2 separate regions of the Pan troglodytes genome follow, and region 1 is linked to region 2. Evidence: chromatin contacts called from public HiChIP or PLAC-seq data. All regions are on one chromosome and are shown on one strand. The core of a region is the stretch at or near the end of the contact, and the rest is flanking DNA. Distances in the headings are between cores, read along the strand shown. Region 1 holds the start of AGBL2 (AGBL carboxypeptidase 2). Region 2 holds the start of PSMC3 (proteasome 26S subunit, ATPase 3).

Evidence for each region. HiChIP or PLAC-seq counts read pairs in DNA pulled down with a chosen protein or histone mark.
Region 1: an H3K4me3 HiChIP or PLAC-seq map of stem cell-derived excitatory neurons shows a contact between it and region 2, with 10 times the contacts expected there. The contact joins the promoter of AGBL2 here to the promoter of PSMC3 in region 2. A contact is called at or near these places in 1 of 7 Hi-C or Micro-C datasets (stem cell-derived neural progenitor cells) and 1 of 1 datasets of contacts at active chromatin or transcription factors (stem cell-derived excitatory neurons).

The regions. Positions count from the first base shown.
Region 1 is chr9:51,735,341-51,738,191 of NHGRI_mPanTro3-v2.0_pri, reverse strand. AGBL2 (AGBL carboxypeptidase 2) reads left to right here and starts at 1,467. Exons shown (of 15, transcript XM_063782949.1): 1 at 1,467-2,030; 2 at 2,123-2,255; 3 at 2,526-2,589. The coding sequence starts at 2,223. It overlaps FNBP4 (formin binding protein 4), which reads left to right. Exons shown (of 16, transcript XR_010147210.1): 16 at 1-352.
Region 2 is chr9:51,441,162-51,443,861 of NHGRI_mPanTro3-v2.0_pri, reverse strand. PSMC3 (proteasome 26S subunit, ATPase 3) reads left to right here and starts at 1,328. Exons shown (of 12, transcript XM_508413.8): 1 at 1,328-1,624; 2 at 1,879-1,962; 3 at 2,584-2,700. The coding sequence starts at 1,550.

The sequences.
Region 1 (2,851 bases), core at 218-2,717, 290 kb before region 2:
CTAGGTGGCATACAGGCAGCAGCAGGTGTTCATATCCTTGATTTTGAGAATTTCCCCTCAAGTATGTGGCAGTAAATACAACAAGACACTCTATGTATTAATGTCTCCATTGTCTTAACCCTGTTCCAAAACAAAATTCACCTCCTTTCTTTATGTGAATGTATTCTCCATAAAATTCCAGTATTTAAAAAGCAGTTTACTGTTCTGTACTTTCTGTTGTATCACAATCAGGTAAAAGTCACTTTAAACTGAGGAAACGGCAAATTGTGTTTTAAAGCTCTTTGTATTTCTCCAGTTTCTGACCTTGTAAATTTGTATATATGCACTAATAAAGCTTTTTTTATAATCCTGATGGGTTATCCTTTTGCTCGTCAACTCCTGTTATTCTGATTATGTAACCAATACTTGTTTTTTTTTCTAAGCATATACAATGCAAGGTGCAAACATTTAAGAACAGCTTTCAAGAAAATGAGCAGCAGATCTTGAATGGGGAGTGGTGGGGCCAGTTTAGACAAACAGGCTTCTAGTCCCAGATGGTGCTGTGTGATCAAACTTTTGGGGTCTAATATTATCTATAATATCTAGATTGGTTAATAGCCATATTAGATAATATTTGACCTACTTAATTCCTGGCAATGATGTAATATGGTTAACATTTCAGAAAAAAGGTGCTTTATAGCTTTTTTCCCCCCACTGATAAAAGTAACAGATACGGTTATATTCATATATAGTTAACCAAAGACACGTGTTTGAATTTTATTGTAGTATATTTATTTTTTTGTTGTTGGTTGTTTTTTTTTTTTTTTTTTTTTTCTGGAGACAGAATTTCGCTCTTGTTGCTCAGGCTGGAGTGGAATGGCACGATCTCGGCTCACCGCAACCTCCGCCTCCCAGGTTCAAGTGATTCTCCTGCCTCAGCCTCCCGAGTAGCTGGGATTACAGGCATGCGCCACCACACCCGGCTAATTTTGTATTTTTAGTAGAGATGGGGTTTTCCATGTTGGTCAGGCTAGTCTCCAACTCCCGACCTCCCAAAGTTCTGGGATTACAGGCGACAGCCACCGCGCCTGGCCTGGAGTATATTTCTATGCATATAACTGATTTTTTAAACCTAATCAAAATGTGTGATTTGAATTTGTTAGCTTTGTTTCTTAAGATTTGCAGTTTAGAAGGTAATTTTTCCTTTCTAGCTGTGCAGTGGAGAGAATGTTAAGGTGAAAGGAGAGAAGCAGCAGCTCTCTTAGAGCAAATTATGCATAACAATTATCTAAAGCCAACAGCAAACCAGCTTGGAAGTATGTTGAAGGCTACTGGCATCGTACTCATCAATGCGGTTTCGATTCCCAGGTTGGGGCTGTGATGTATGAGGGGAAGAAAGCCGCTGCCCGCCATACATGTTGCAGACCTTCCCGGGGTCCCCGCTCCCTCCTTGGGGGCGAGGCCTAGCTCCCCGGAAGCGCCCGACCGCCCCGCCCTTTCTCCGCTTCCTGCTTTCGGTTGCTAGACTACCCGGGCCCTCACAGAAGGCGGTGGCGGGCGGGTGCAGCGAGTTTGTCCCCTTGCCCGCACACTGCTTGGCCTCTGTACTTAAGTGCGGTGGCCGCCTGCCTCGCTGGAGCTTCTCTGCCGCAGCCATCCATGCTGCTTGGGACGGGCCGGGGCGCGAAGGCGGTCGCATCCATCGCTCTGCCCTCCTGGGAAGTTTCTGCTCTCCTTCCCCGCTCCTACCCTTAGGAAACCCCCTCACCACCTGCCCCAGACCAGGTTCCTCTGAACCCTAAATTCAATCTTTAGGGCCCACTTTCCCAACCCCCTGACCTTTTTCCATCGGCACCTACCGAGACGACTTCGTCGCGTGCTCCCATACCCATTTCTTTCACTTTCCTGTGGCGAGCATCTCCCTTCTCAGGGAAAGGGAAGCATGGGGCCAGCACCTTGGGAAGAAGAAGCGGGAAGATACGCTGCCCTCCCTGTCTCAGATGCACCTCTGGCCTCGGCGTGACCACCTTGTTTAGCTGAGGAGAAGCTGGGTTGGCAGGGTTTTCTGAAGTCAAGAGGGAGCTGGGGGGGCGCCCCGGGAGGTACTGGCAGTTTTTTCACTTGTCCTCTTCTGGCTTTGTAGCTTCTCTTGTGTAATCAGCTGCCTATTTGGAAATTGGGCAGGGTTTGCGACTGGATGCTAATGTCACTGACTAGTTTTCAGCCTACCATCCAGAAGTAACATGTTCCCAGCTTTGGAAACGCACCTAAAGCAGGTCGGTACACAACACGGAAAGCCACAGAAATTTCTTCGGGGAACTCCATTTCTTCGGGAACTCCACAGAAATCTGCTACTAGATGAGAAGGGATGTTCTGGTGGCATCTTTTCTCAGCTGGAGATCTTGATCCCCACGATAGAATAATTCGCATGGAATGCAGCTCGCTTGGTTTCGTCTAGTCCTATGCAACAACGCTCATGTACTTTTTGTTGAGTCTATTATGGTTTGAAAACATTATCTTGATTGAAGTGGCCTTTCCTTTCACAGACTATTCCTGATCCTTATGAAGACTTTATGTACCGTCACCTCCAATATTATGGCTACTTTAAAGGTAATACCATGTTCTTATCTAGTATCACCTTTCCTGGACTCAAGAGGAAAATTGCTTCGTTAGCTGGGAGGGTTGCACTTGGGTAGACTAATAAATAATTTGCATTGACAAATAAATACTTTTTCCTCTACCATTAGTGAAAAGTACTTCCTTTCCCCATTGATCTGTGGGTCACCTCTGTCAAGTAGACAGCATCACTTAATACAAAGGTCTGTCTCTGGGCTCTCTATTCCATTGGTCTGTTTGGCTATCCTTTACCAAT
Region 2 (2,700 bases), core at 79-2,578:
CTCATGCCTATAGTACCAACACTTTAGGAGGCTGAGGCAGGAAGATCACTTACGCCCAGGAGTTTGAGACCAGCCTGGTCAACATGGTGAAACCTTGTCTCTATTAAAAATACAAAAATTAGTTGGGCGTGGTGGTGGGTGCCTGTAATCCCAGCTACTTGAGAGGCTGAGGCAGGAGAATCCATTGAACCCGGGAGGCGGAGGTTGCGGTAGGGAGAGATCGCGCCACTGCATTCCAGCCTGGGCGACAGAGCGAGACTCCGTCTCAAAAAACAAAAAACAAGCAAACAAACAAACAAAAAGGCAACGATTGCACAGATTTTCATCAGGTTAACAGAGTGTTTGTGATGGTTTGACTTGAAATATAAGCTATGTTGCTTACATGAAGTTCCCTTTAAAGGGGCTCCAGGGCTCACCTCAAAAGATAAGGAGAGATCATTTAAAATAGCCGACAAGGGTACAACGAATGAGTCTCCCATGATCCGGAGACCCGCTCTGCTCACTGAGATTACTAACCATGGGCAGAGAAAACAAACAATTGCAGATACGAGACATAATTTTTTTTGAGACGGAGTCTCGCTCTGTCGCCCAGGCTGGAGTGCAGTGGCGCGATCACGGCTCACTGCAAGCTCCGCCTCCGAGGTTCATGCCATTCTCCTGGCTCAGCCCGGAGTAGCTGGGACTACGGGCGCCCGCCACCACGCCCGGCTAATTTTTTGTATTTTTAGTAGAGACGGGGTTTCACCGTGTTAGCCAGGATGGTCTCGATCTCCTGACCTCGTGATCCGCCCGCCTCGGCCTCCCAAAGTGCTGGGATTACAGGCGTGAGCCACCGCGCCCGGCCCGAGTCATAATGTTTTTAATCGTAGAGGCTGATGGTCAATTGAGTTCTTCCCACGTGGACAATTCCGTGAAGCCTGCTCTGACGTTAGGAGCAGCAGCGATTTCTCTTTAAAGCTGGTTAATGATTCCCTCCCGTAACTCCGGGTGGCCAGCTTGTACTTAAATAATTGTAAAAATGCGGACTGAGGTGGCATGCCTTTTTGGCCCTTTGCACACGGCTGGCCTATGTCGTTTATTAATTGGGAGGCAGTGTCATTGTGTAAATCCCCTTATTCCTAGCGGGGTCACAGTCTGAGTTTGAACGCGCCCCTCCGCAAGCATCTGTCACCGGCCAGATTAAAGACTACATTTCCCAAAGGCCCTCGCGGATCCCACCGTTCTCCCTCCCTTTCCGGTTTTACACCTAGGCCCCGCCCCCAACGCGCGTGTCGGCCAATAGCGGCCCCACCTCTCGCGCCCGGCAAAAATAGGACGCGGGCGGGAACGTTTCGGGGGCCGCGGGGGCGGGGCCTGTGGCCAGGGGTTGGTCTTTGGAATCGGAGAGGCAGATTCGCTGCTCCGCAGCACGGCCGGAGCTGGTCCGGTCAAGAGTCGGGATTTGTGGGGAGAGGTTTTCCACTGGTCAAGAGAAGGCTTTAAGAAAGACGGTATTAATCTCCCGTTGCGGCTCCCGCCTGGTCCCATCTTCTGCCCGCTCCTCCAGGAAATGAATCTGCTGCCGAATCTTGAGAGTCCAGTGACTCGGCAGGAGAAGATGGCGACCGTGTGGGATGAGGCCGAGGTGGGCACCGGGCGAGCTGGCGGTCCGGGAACCGGGGCCCGCAGGGAGACGCCATTGACAAGAGGGAAGGAGGTGGCTGGGGGTCAAGGTCTGGCCCGATCCCGGGGACGGGGTTGTTTGGGATGTGGGCAGGGGTCCTGACTCCATCCTGGTTTTATGGGCGTGGAAACTGAGGCTGTGAGTGGGTTCGGAGAACGAGGGATGCTTGTTCTGAGTAAAAGTAAATATATAAATAAACAAATAATTTTTTACAGCAAGATGGAATTGGGGAGGAGGTGCTCAAGATGTCCACGGAGGAGATCATCCAGCGCACACGGCTGCTGGACAGTGAGATCAAGGTGGGCGCACAGCTCCTGTGCGGGCGATGGGGCCCCCTACAGGACAGGCCCCAGCGATCCGAGTCGCCTCTCCTACTTCCTTCTCGGGCACCCTGGGGGAGACATGGGGCTCGGGCTTCCCCCTCGTATCAGGAAGAGAGGAAAGAAAACTAAGCCTTAAAAGGGACAAGAAGACAGGTAGGGGATGGTGGGAGACCTGGGCTGAGATGAGAGGTTATCAGATTGCCTTTCCCAGTGAGAACTGGGAATAATCCTCTCAAGAATCCTTCTTTTAGTAAAATGCCTATTTTACAGATGAGGAGACAGGCCCAGAGAGGTTTGTACTGCGATAAAGCACCCAGTTCTTACTACGAGGCAGAACCTAAAACCTATATTTGCCTCTCTCGGAGGCCTGCTTTTATTCCAATACTACCACTATTTCACCAGGAGGTTTCCAAACTGGCCTCCTCTTTTGACTTCTGCAGGATGTGGACACAGTCAGACTCTGCCTTCAGAGAGCCTCAGAGCTGGATGAATGGATGCGGGAGGGTCCCCTGGGCACCCTGGACCTCACTAGTTACAGGGCTCTAGCATAAGCTGTGCCAGGGTTTATATTTGCTTCTCCTCCCCTCCTGATCTCAGATCATGAAGAGTGAAGTGTTGAGAGTCACCCATGAGCTCCAAGCCATGAAGGACAAGATAAAAGAGAACAGTGAGAAAATCAAAGTGAACAAGACCCTGCCGTACCTTGTCTCCAAC